Linked DNA regions of Mus musculus: region 1 is linked to region 2. A link is a contact called in public Hi-C data. All regions are on one chromosome and are shown on one strand. The core of a region is the stretch at or near the end of the contact, and the rest is flanking DNA. Distances in the headings are between cores, read along the strand shown. Region 1 holds the start of Rngtt (RNA guanylyltransferase and 5'-phosphatase). Region 2 has its middle 19 kb from the start of n-TGccc3.

Region 1 (6,508 bases), core at 2,773-5,272, 1.1 Mb after region 2:
CTTCTGCTGATGGTGGCACGGGTGGCCTAGCTGAAACAGTGCTGGAGAGCTTGCCCTGGTGGTGTGGATAAGGGCTCTCTGGTGGGGTGATCAGCTCTGTTGCAGTTCCAGATCCAGGGCTTTGAGTTGGCCCACCCCCAAATCTACACCATCTGTGAATTGTTGGGGCACATGAAAGGTCCAGTCTTTTGGATCTAAAACTGCAGGATTTCCATGACATAGGACAACAATAGAATAGTCAGGAAGAGAAAGCAGTATTGTCAGTGTCACAGAAGCCAGAAACCTCAAACTAGACCAACGACTCACTGCAGTGAACATTTACAAGTGAAGATGTGTGGACAGAAGGATGTACTGTGGGACACACTGTGACACACTACAGCTTCCACGATGAGCTGTTTTCTATGCTTTGTGTTATTTATTTTGCTGTGTGTTTTCTCTTTTGGCTGGAGGTTCCAAGGGTGGAGGGTAGATTTGAGGGGACGGGGTCCATGATGTGAAATGATAAATCAGTAAAATGTTTTAAAAACCCCAAATTTATTTGGAGACAGAGTCTCACTATGGAGTCCTGGCTAGTCTGGAACGCTATATGTAGACCAGGCTGCCCCCAAACTTAAGAGCGCTGTTTGTCTCTGTTTCCTAAGTCTAGGATTGAAGATGTGAATCTTTACACAGATAATTTTTTTAAAAAAAAAAAAACAAAAAGATTTGTTTAAATATGTCTGTATGAGTGCCTGGATTTAGACATGTTAGTACCATGGCAGAAGTATGGAAGCCAGATGATAAGTTTTGGAGTTAGTTCTCCACTTCTGTCAGACTTGAGTGGCAAGTAGTTTTGCCAGAGGAACCATTGTTCCAGAGGAACTACAGCTCCTTGTGCAGTTCAAAGAGAGAATTTGTGCTTGTGAAGTCAGGCTGTTATATTATAGCCAACTTGCCACTGAGAGGTGCCTACTGGTCTTATAAACTTGATATCACCTAGAGTCACTTGAGAAGGGCCCTCAAGGGGAGACTGTTTAGATTCGGTTAGCCTAGAGGCAGGGCTGTGACGGTTTTTCTCAGTCTGGTTAACTGTGGTAGAAAGACCTACTCTGAATACAGGTGGCGCCATTTCATGGATGGTCCTCAACTGAATAAAAAGAACATAGTGAGCTGAACACAACCACGCAGGAACTGATTGAAGGAACTGACTGAAGGAAGCTTAGGGCAGAGAAAACAAACAAAGTAGGCAATCTGTAAGCAGTGGTAGATTCTGGGAAGAGGGGGCCGGAGATCAGCAAGACAGAGAAGGCCCGCGGCATTACGGTTAGGCTGCAGACGCTGGCAAGCAACTTCTCGGATCCTGGGATGTTGTGTGACAGACATTTGCTGGGGAGACACAACACATATATTTCCTACCCTCCAAAGGGAGCCCACGACAGAGTCATGGGTACACTTGTTTCCAACTTGGTGAACCAATGAGGTTTTAGTGAGGTCACTTACAGGAGTGTGAGTCAGCGGTTAGTGACGAGGAGCAGGGGTAACTCAAAACGCAAGGTTAGAAAGCCTAGTCCAATGTGGGTGACGATTCAGAAAATCTACAACCCCGGCGCTTTCTACCGAGCTCATACGCAACTCTATCATTGACTATCTTTTCTCATCCTATCTTCCCGCAGTGTGGGTAGCAGCCCTCAGGTGTCTTCCAATTTCCTGTTTTCAGATAACTGTTCACCTCCTGAGGCTCAAAGGTCTCACACTTTGTGTGAGTCTTTCAACTTGGAGGGAATGTTTCAATTCTGAAGAACCTGTCACATGACCGGGGCTTTACAGAGAGAATGAGATTGTCTGTAATGTCAGGGTAAGCAAGCATGGGTACGATTTCGATTTTGACCAATATTAGAAAAAAAAAAAGGCAATCAGAAGGAAAGAAAAGTTATGCTTTTTTAAAATTAAGAAACAGGCAGAAAGCAGAGAGAATTAGTGAAAATCTTTAAGTAACTCTATTACGGGGGGGGGGGGGGAGGACTTTGGGTATGTAAATACAGTATCTCATTAGGGGGAGAATAAGCAGAAATTATTCCTTCCAACTCCTCAGCAGGCCTGCCTAGGCAAACTAGCAGCTCTCCTGGTCAGATGATTGACACTCTAAAGGGTGGGATCAATAGTAAAAAAAAAAAAAAAAGCTGTAAATTTAGTCAGATTGTGCCTCCCTTCACCTAAGGCCAGAGGTAGGATTTAGATTTATTCTTTTGAGCCTTCGTTTGATTACTTTTGTTGTCACTGTAAATCAAACCCTGGTTGAAAGCTCCTTCGGGAGGAAAGGATTTCTTTGGCCTTTTGGTCCATCAAGAAAGGAAGCAAGGGCAGGAGCCTGAAGGCAGGAACTCTGGAGAAACTCAGGCTGACATCCCTGGCTTGCTCAGCTAGCTTCCCTATACAGCCTTGCCAGTTGATTTTGGTGTTCAACCTCCTGGTTGCAAGTCCCTAGAAAACCTCTATCTTCAAAAATTAAAAAATTTTTACATTACAATTCATAACAGTAGCAAAATTAAGTTATGAAGTGGCAACAAAAATAATTTTATGGCTGGGGCCCCATATCATGAGGAGCTGTATTAAAAGGGTCTCGGCATTAGGAAGGTTGAGAACCACTAACCCATCGGATCAGGAATGGCTTGGCTCTCTGCCATTGATTAGTGTCATAGTTTGGGGTTCCATTGCTGTGAAGTCACACCATGACCAGGACAACATTTAATTGTAGCTGACTTACAGGTTCAGATGTTCAGTCCATTATCATAAAGGCATGAAACATGGCAGTATCCAGGCAAACATGGTGCTGGAGAAAGCTGAGAGTTCTATGTCTTGATCCAACTGCGGCTAGGAGGAGACTGTCTCTGCCAGACTTGATCATGTGCGAGCGTGCGTGCGTGCGCGCACGCGTGCACACACACACACACACACACACACACGCACGCACACACACAGAGACCTCAAAGCCCACCCCACAGTGACACACTTCCTCTAACAAGGCTACACCTCCTCCAATAAGGCCATACTTAACAGTGCCCCTTCCCATGGGCAAAGCACAGTCAAACCACCACAATTAGCAATCAAGAAAATGCCCAATAGACAGGGCCACAGGTCAATTAGGTCCTCAATCGAGGTTTCCTCTTCTCAGGCATGTCAAGTTGATGACTGAAGGGATTATAAGGAAGAACCAGCTTGCTCCTAGTGGCCCACAACCAAGCTTATAGCTACAGCTTTTCATATGGTGTTTTAAATCTCAAGAATGGGCGAAGCCGGGTGTGGTGGCGCAAGCCTTTGATCCCAGCACTCGGGAGGCAGAGGCAGGTGGATTTCTGAGTTCGAGGCCAGCCTGGTCTACAAAGTGAGTTCCAGGACAGCCAGGACTATACAGAGAAACCTTGTCTCGAAAAACCAAAAAAAAAAAAAAAAAAAAAAAAAAAAAAAAGGTGAAAACCAGCAATAAACAAAACAAACAAACACCACATCAAAACCATCTGCTCCAGAAATGATAGTCTTAAGGCTTCTGGAACTAATTTTTGATGTTTTATGGGTCGTCGGAAGCACGTCCCCTACACTTCGCCAAAAAAAGAAAACTCATTTATAATAACCTAGACTCTGGTTTTCCGGACTTTTTGATGCAGGTAAAGGGAGGATTCTCAAATGACCCAGATCCAGCAGAGACATCAAATTTGAGCTATGATTAACGGAAAAGCACTTTTTCACCTGTGAAATACCCTTCTGAATGTAGCAGGTCAGTCCACAGGTGGAAAGAAGCTTGGATTCCTTCTACTTTGGGGGTTTCTCCGGTTTAGATGGAAAAAAAGAGACACCAGTCATTAGAGTACTCACAAAGGCAAAACAGGGGCGGGGCGTGGCAGAGGCCGGCGCCCTGAGATACAGGGGCGGGGCTGAAGGGGGCGGGCCAGGTGGAACCGCCTATCTAGTTCTCAGCAGCTTCCCCTCCCTCACTTGGGCGGGGCTTCCATTTCGCCTGACCTCGGAAGAAAGGGGGCGGGCCCTTTGGGGCGGAAGTCGCAGTGCATTGTGGGTTCGCCGGGAGCCGCGGAGTCGAACCTGAATGAAAGTGGCGCGCCGCTGAGGACCCGGGTAGAGCTGCTGCCGTTGGGGTCCGGGCTGGTTTGCTGTGGAGCTATCGGCGAGGCGGCACAGACATGGCTTACAACAAGATCCCGCCGCGGTGGCTGAACTGTCCGCGGCGCGGTCAGCCGGTGGCAGGTACCCGGGAGGGGGCTGCGGGAGGGTTCGAATCTCACTGCGCCGGCCGGGCCTGGGGGACCGCGCGCTTGGTGGTCGCCAGTCGGGACTCCCGCAAGGCGGAGGAGTGAGGACCGGAGGTGGACCAGACGCTTCTAGAGCTTAAAGTTTGTGAACCTCTTTGTGATATTTTGGAGACTGGGTCTCGCTGTCTTGGCGAGACTTGTTTTCGGAAAGAGAGTAGCTGGGTGTGAGCCTGGAAATTGAAGGAAAGCTTAAAGAGACGCGAGGCTGGATAGCGGGGGACTTTTGGTTTTGTTATTAAAAATTGACTTTTTGCGGAATGTTGCCATCTTGAGTTTGACGTATAGTGGACTCATCCCCGAACTTGCGAGCTGGGATTATAGGCTCGGGTCACTGCTTGGCTAAAAGAACAGTGACTTCAAAGTGTACAGTTTGATAGTTTTGGACCACACACATGTATTCCAGGGAATACACATGAAATAACGGAGGCACAGTTCTCTGAATCCGTGGAGACATCGCACATGGTAACTTTAAAGGACCAGGCTCCACAGTTACCAGCAACCGGGTTAGATAGCAATTAGGAACTTTGTCTGCTGGACCTAGAAGCCAAAAACATTTTTGTGATTAAAATTGAGGAAGGAATACAAGTTCTGTTTTCACAGGATTTACTCAGCTATAGAGTAATTATCGGGCAGGTGTTTGCAAAGATCTGCTAAGTCTCCTTATCGGAGTTATGAGACATAAGCGTTTCCTTTCTCTCTTTTTAGCTATCTGAACACCAGGCAAAATACAGTGAGCTGTGGCTCCCTATTGAGGAGCTAGCTGGTACCCACACTCTCTTAGAAGCCCACACCCTTGCTTTCTGGTTGTCTTTATTCTGAGTGACTCTCTTTTTCTTTTCTTTCTTTCTTTTTTCTTTTTTTTTTTTTTGTTTTGTTTTGTATTTTTTCGACACAGGGTTTCTCTGTATAGCCCTGGCTGTCCTGGAGCTCACTTTGTAGACCAGGCTGGCCTCGAACTCAGAAATCCGCCTGCCTCTGCCTACCGAGTGCTGGGATTAAAGGCGTGTACCACGCCCGGCTTTTTCTTAACTCTTGAGCTAAAACCTGTATATTAAAACTGTAACTTTTTGTTTTAAAGCTGTGCTGGGTAACACAAAGCAGGAAGTTTTAGGATGGAGCTTATGTGAAGATTTCAGCACATATAGGAAGAAACAGTTGTGTTATGCGTGGGTCAGGATGTGGTGGTTAACTGGGTATCTTTTCTGGCGTCATTTGGAATTAAATTTAGGGAGTCTCAGAATTTTTGCCACCTTCAAAATTTCTTGCTCCCCCCTCTCTTATTTATGTTGCTTTACATTATGTGGATGTAACACTTGTATGAACACTTGTACCCATGGCAGGAGATTCCAGTAAGCACCAATTATGTGGTGACAGATAAATGGGAGTGGTGGCATTCTAAGACTAACAAGGACCCACGGGCTCTGCTGCTACAGTTCGTCTCTAGACCTGGCCATGCTGACACCAAGTCATGGCCAAGTAACTTGCTTTAAACATGAGTTTTAGGAGCGTGGGAGTTGTCTCAGTGCTGCTGTTCCAGAGAACATGAAGAGTGGCGCACAACCACCTGCAGCTCCACTTCCAGGACATCTGATTGCCTCTTCTGGCTTCTTCTAGTACCTGCATACATGTGGATTATACTCATAATTATCACATGCACACACATACATAAACCTTCAAAAAGGGGAGTTTAAACATAAAACCCATACACGTTTAAATCTCATGCTCTTGGTATGTGTTCCATTCAGTTTACCTAAAACACTTCACCTTAATATACAATTTTTTTTCTTATGTAACCCACTGTGTGGCTGCCTAGAGACTGTTTGAGCATATGGACATAGGGAAAATATTATGACAGCTTCCACATAGTAGTCTTTCTATACATTGTTGTATGAAACTTCTGTAGTCCTGTTGATCTGCTTTCTGTCATTGATGGCGTACATCCTTTAATAAATGCAAACATCATGCACTCTCACGTTGTGTGTGTTTGTATGGCTGGCCTTGAACTATGGCCAATGTAGTTTGAGGATCAGCTTTAATTCCTGATCCTGCTTCTGCTTCCGAGATGTCGGGAACAAATATGCCTGCCCTTCCCTAGAGCCCCACTTTTTAAAGGGCGCTTGAGTTGGTCAAATAGCTCCTTCTATACTCGTCAACTCCACTCTAGCTTGTCTTTTCATTCTCCCAACAGTTTTGCATTTGCAGGGTGT
Region 2 (5,687 bases), core at 2,772-5,271:
GGACATTTAGGCAGCTCACTCTGAAATACTGGCTGTTTTCTTGACTTGACATCTATCCAAAAGACAAACTTGAAAAAAAAAAAAAAACAATTTCTCTGGGAACCTGAATTGAATGTGTATCTCCAGGCAGCCTCGTGATTCACTTTCTAATAACTGTGTTCCTCGGATCTGACCTAGTAAGCATTTAAGCATCTGAAAGTAAAAGTGATAACACAGGAGAGCCAAAGATAAAGAGGTGGAACATGGATCCTGTTTCTCCATCCTCAGATTTTAACTCTGTTCTTCACACTCCGGCCTCTTGATGGCTGAAGAATTTGCTATTTGAGGTTTTTTGGTGAGAGAAGAGGATAAAAATTGTAAGCAATGATTCCTCTAATCCTGGGAGCACTCTACCCTGGGAGCACTCTACACTAGAGGAAGAATGGCATTCACGACCAATTCCATTAGCGTTCCTAATTGGGAATGTTAGCAAGCAGTGACAGAGAAAGTAGTGACCTTTGTCCCCATTCGAGGCAGTTTCAGGAAGAGATTATCTTGCCAGATTAGCATGTTGCAACTTTGAGCTGGAGATCTGAATGGGTTTGAAGGACTCTGCTTGGCAAGTGTCCCAGTTACCTGGGGTTTGTGAGGGTCACGGCTGTGTGCTTACTCAGCGCCACTCTGCCTGGACTGGACAGCAAATTGACACTTCAGTCAAGAGGCATTCTTGGGGCTGGCTGAACCTTAAGTGCACGGGAAAGGCTCAGTTTGGGAAATAATAGAGCGTATGAATGTACTGTGGCTCATTTCTTTTTAGCAATGAGTTCAAAATTTGGAGATAGCTAAATGCGGAGATACTTAGTGTGTCAGTGTTGGAGGTTTTAAGTGATTAAAAAAATCAGGCAGATGAGTGCATGAAGATTTCTATGCAAACAATGATGAGCTTAAATTAAAGCTGCTGATTTAGTGGGAGAATTACTCACATTGATTTGTAGAATATCTATATGGGTTCAAGATTCCATATTATGCAAATGAATAAACCCTGAAGAGTCAAACTGAAGGGAAAAAAAGAGAAATTATCTGTGAAAGATATTATTACCATTCAGTGAGAGGAAAATGTAGACACATTTCAAATTAACCCTTCCTTCGCACACATTCCATGGGATGACGAGCGTTGGGGACAGCAGTCCTTATCAGAATTGTAAGGAAGCTAGGCAGGCATGTTGCCATCAGTTCCCAGAATCCTCTTGCAGCCACTTCCAGGTTACACTCTGTTGCCTTTGGCCACCTGGTGTGATAGCCAGTTCCTGCCCTTCTGACCTCAAGCCAGTATCAGAAAGGGATTGTATAAATAGCGTTTTAGGAGGAAATTGGTTGCTCAGCATACCCAGTGCACTACTTCGGTGAGATGTCAGCATTTGAGCGAGAGACAGGCAAAGAAGTATGCAAGAGAGGAAGCCTGGAATGTTCCACTGTGGTGATCAGCTGATGGTCTCTGTGCCATGGTGAGTGAGGGGGTCTCGTCAGGAGCTCAGCACCGGCAGGAAGTGGAGACAGGCTGATCAGAGGACACAACCACAGTAAAATGAAGATGTAAAACATGGCTGATTTGCCACGATCTGTTATTCTGGGAGCTTCACCTGTGAGACGCTGGATTTGAATTCTTCTGCCTGTCACAGGTGTGTCATGTGACATTTAAACTCATCTTCAAGGGGGAAACAACGTGGCCAAGGGTTTGGGATTTTTGTCAGTTAATGGCAAACATCCTCTGAAATTATCCTTGAATTCATGAATATTATGGTGAGGGGAGGCCGTGCACCCAACTTCTTCCACCATCCTCTTCACTCCCCTCCCCCCAGTTTCATTGATAAAAATGGACTGAGGAAATTATTTCAGAATTGGTTTGACCTCTTCTGTTAGCACAGTGGTGCTCTCTGGACATGAAGAGAGGCTGACTGGTTAAGGGAGCAGTGCTTGTTTTAGATAAAGCCCTTGCCTGGTAAACAACTCCTGGGGGATGAAGTCAGAGTTGCTTGCTACCCCTCCAGCAACCATGCTATGTTGAGTTGGTGGCGCCATCTAGTGCCAGCCTCTGGAACTGTGCTGGACTCGGTCTTTCTCATCCGTGATATAGGGTGTGGAGAGGCTTTTCTGCCCAAGGGTAGTTCAGTGGAGAGTGCGCTCTAGTTCCTGAGGGTAAATATACCTCCATCGTCCCTTCCCCGACTCCACAGCTCTCAGAACCCTTTCCTTCTCTTCCTTTTTTCAACTCTTCCTGAGTCCTTCTCCTCCCCCTTCTTCCTGCTCTCTCTCCTCCTTACCTCAACCTCTTCTCCCTAGTCACCAGCTCTTCTCTTCTCTTCTTTGTTCTCCTCCTCCCTTCATCCTCTTCCTCCTGGGACTAAAATTGAGAATAACTATCAATACTTTTCTTTTCCCTTTGTGCGGAAGTCTCGTAGTAGACTTGGTCCTTCATTCTCTGCTAATTAGACATTTTCCCAGACTCGGTTGGTTGGGGGTGGGGCTGGGGGCTGTCTTCATTCTTCTTGGAGCCGTTGTTGCAGTAGTATTTCCCACTTGTAAGTTATACAACCTCCAGTGCACACTTTTAAGCTGGAGTGGTCTGTGGTCTGTCCTGAGATGCCCCCTGATGGGCACATTGCACTTGGCTTTGAGGAAATGCGTTCTGAGTTCCAGACCTTCCACGTGGACTTTGGGATTCTGTGTTAAATGAGAGAGCAGAACTGAAGGCACGTGGGTCAGAGTCTGGCATGAGATGGTCCTGTACAAGCCGCCAATGGGGCCTGAGTTCGTGTCTGAGTTTCAGTCTCCCTCATTCAACACTTCAATTCCCACATATGTTAAACACCTCCTATGTGGCTTTGAATGCAAGTCTCTTCCGAAAAACAGGAACTGTGCTTCGGTTACCGGTTCTTGTGGTCGATAGGGCAGCTATTTTGATTTGTCAGAGGAGAGGAAAAGCAGTTAAATCTAGTTAAAATTAAAGCCAGTTAAAATTAACTGGCTCAGGAGATTTGAATGCAGCTGTTCCACACATTGAAACACGGAGAGTGAGTTGTTTTTTTTTTAAATTTTTTTATTACCACTCCTGATTATTACTGGTCATTACTTATTTTTGAGCCAGGGTGTAGATTATCTGCATGTTTTGTTCTAACAGAGGAAAGTAATAAGTGGGCGGCGGTGGTGTGTGTGTGTGTCTGTGTCTCTGTGTGTGTGTGTCTCTGTGTGTGTGTGTCTGTGTGTGTGTGTGTCTGTGTATGTGTGTCTGTGTGTGTGTGTGTCTGTGTGTGTGTGTCTGTGTGTGTGTGTGTGTGTCTGTGTGTGTGTGTCTGTGTCTCTGTATCTGTGTGTGTGTCTCTGTGTCTGTGTGTGTGTGTGTGTCTGTGTGTGTGTGTGCGCGCGCACGCGCGTGCGCGTGCATGCGTGCAGAGATTCTTGTGTGTCCCGGTTTTGTTGCACCCTGCATTGTACATGCCACAGTGCTGCGCAGTCAGCAGTCCCCTTGCTGACTCATGTGCCGGGGCTGTGGGGCTCCCTTGGCTGCTCTGCCTGCGGTGCTTAGGACCAGCATGGCCTGGGGAGGGTGGGAGGTCGGCTGTCATTGGGTCTGTGATCACTGTGAACTGGCTGGGTTCTTCTTCCCTCTGTCTCCCCAGCACAGCCTCTGGCTGGTAGGAAAAGCAGGCACATGTCTGCCTCTACAGGGACAGCATAGGGCACAACCTCATTTCTGGAAGAATTGGCTTTCACTTTATTGTTTTGGGAATCTTCAAACCCAGACAAATGGGTAAGGAGAGATTCTGCTGTTAACGACTTAGCACCCCCTCAAGGACTTTTTAAAACTTGAAGTGGACTTCCTTGGCATTACAGACACTTGGCCCATTTCTCCCTCTGTGGGCAGCAGAAACAGGAGGCAGGGCCAGTAAGGGGGTGTGACTAGCAAGTGAAGTCGTCCCCTGGTGACCACAGCCTTTGTTTATATCTGTTGCTGGCTATTGATGTGAAAACAAAAACAAAGCGCCTAGCCTGGGGTCAGGAAGATGCTGTCACCTGACTTAGCTGACTCCCTCTGCCTGTTTTGTTTACATAGCTCCGGTTTGGGTTTTTCGTCAGAAAGTGTGAAATGCTGTTTTTTCTGAGGTCGCTACATAAACTTCCTTTTGTGGACGGGAGTTGATCAGATCATCCTAGACTCCCAGACGATGATGCAAAGCTGCTGAGCTGGCGCAGGGAAAGCTGAGCAGGGGCTGAGACAGAGCCTCTTGCTAGCCTGGAGAAGCTTTCTCCAGGAAAGGAGGGCTCTCTGACCAGTAATAAAGAGAAAGCCACAGTGACTGTAGCATATGCTGACGGACGGTCTTGGTTTCTGTCGATAAGGGGTGACTCATCAGTGTCAATAGAATTGTGACTTCTAATAATAACACAGCGTGAGCCCTTCAAAACATGCGGTTTTAGCCCCTGCTCTCAGTGAAAGGTTGGAAAATGTTAGTTTGAGCTTTTTCCCCCCTGACCTCTTTATGTCACCAGAGTATGAAATCGTGTTTTTGTAGGTGTGATGGTGACCCCATTGTTTTTTCGTCTTACTGTTTTTAGTTTCGCTCTGACTAAGAAAGCAAAGTGGATTATTTCATCGCTCAGAAATCTGTGCACTAAGCGTTGCCTCCAGGGCTGTGTTTTGAGGGAAGTGTGGCTGAAAAGCAGATCCTCCCAGAATGCAGAAAGGAAAAAACTGAACAGACCACAGGCCACCGGGAGCTGGGCGCCTCCTACACAGTCTATTGTGAAGGGCTGTGGGCTTGCTGAGTAGCCCGATTGCCCTGTGAGTCATGGCCAAAGGATTCCAACAAGGGGGTTCACAGAAGAGAGTCAGCCCCGACAGAGAGGAAGCGAGCTGCCTGTGTCCATGGCCAGGGCTGCCGCTGTCCTGAGCACCAGCTTGCTCCAGTCTACATGTGGAGCCTTGCCTGTTCTCTGGCTAGTTTGGTTGGCTTTTGCTGCAGGCCATTCTGTCAGTGCTTTGCCACAAAGACTCTGAAGTTAGAACAAGGGACTCTCCAGGTTCAGGAGGAGCCTGCCTGCTCACATACCTGCGCTCTTAGCTTTCTAACCATTGCTCCCTCTTAATGTGTAGACCACCCTTTGTCCTGAGCTGCTGGGCAGGCCTTATACCTTCTCTGCCTGGTCAGGGAAGTGAATCCTTCACAGAGCACTCACAGGAGGAAAGAGGGTGGGAGGAAGGGAGGGAGGGTGGGAGGAAGGGAGGGAGGGAGGGAGGGAGGGAGAGAGAGAGAGAGAGAGAGAGAGAGAGAGAGAGAAATACAGCATTCAGTAGTATTTGAATGAGAGATGAATGAATGAATGAATGAATGAATAAATACAACACTCACAGTAGGATTTTATTTATAAGTAAGTAAATGTGTGTGTGTGGATGTGTGCAGGTGAGGTGGGTGGGTGCTGCTGAGAACTGCCCCCTAGGGTACCTGCTTTTAACCTCTGAGCCTCTTGCCAGCTTCTCACAGAAGGTTTTTTGTTTGTTTTCTTTTGTGTTTTCTGGGTTTTTTTTTGTTTTAATTAAATGAAGTTTTACGTCAGTCTTGCCTCTTGGAAACTTCTTTTACAATGGATCTTTTGTCTTACGCTGACCTGTTGGTACTTTGGGGTTTGATGGGATGCCTCTCTGGTCCTCT

The links. Hi-C and Micro-C count contacts between places; a contact is called where the count stands out from the background.
Region 1: a Hi-C map of B cells shows a contact between it and region 2, with 7 read pairs. The contact joins the promoter of Rngtt here to the enhancer-like site in region 2. A contact is called at or near these places in 4 of 39 promoter capture datasets (hippocampal neurons, liver and stem cell-derived epiblast-like cells), 1 of 484 Hi-C or Micro-C datasets (B cells), 1 of 115 datasets of contacts at active chromatin or transcription factors (large pre-B cells) and 1 of 9 other capture datasets (liver).

The regions. Positions count from the first base shown.
Region 1 is chr4:33,306,289-33,312,796 of GRCm38.p6, forward strand. It overlaps Rngtt (RNA guanylyltransferase and 5'-phosphatase), which reads left to right and starts at 4,023. Exons shown (of 16, transcript NM_011884.3): 1 at 4,023-4,236. The coding sequence starts at 4,173.
Region 2 is chr4:32,246,405-32,252,091 of GRCm38.p6, forward strand. It overlaps a transcript of Bach2 not described here. Among named protein-coding and RNA genes, the nearest start is that of n-TGccc3, 19 kb to the left of the region's middle. Within about 2 kb of position 4,022, at least 343 of the 459 cell types and tissues checked have an H3K27ac peak or open chromatin away from gene starts, as enhancers often do. A contact at or near this core is called in B cells, hippocampal neurons and stem cell-derived epiblast-like cells, where this site is marked.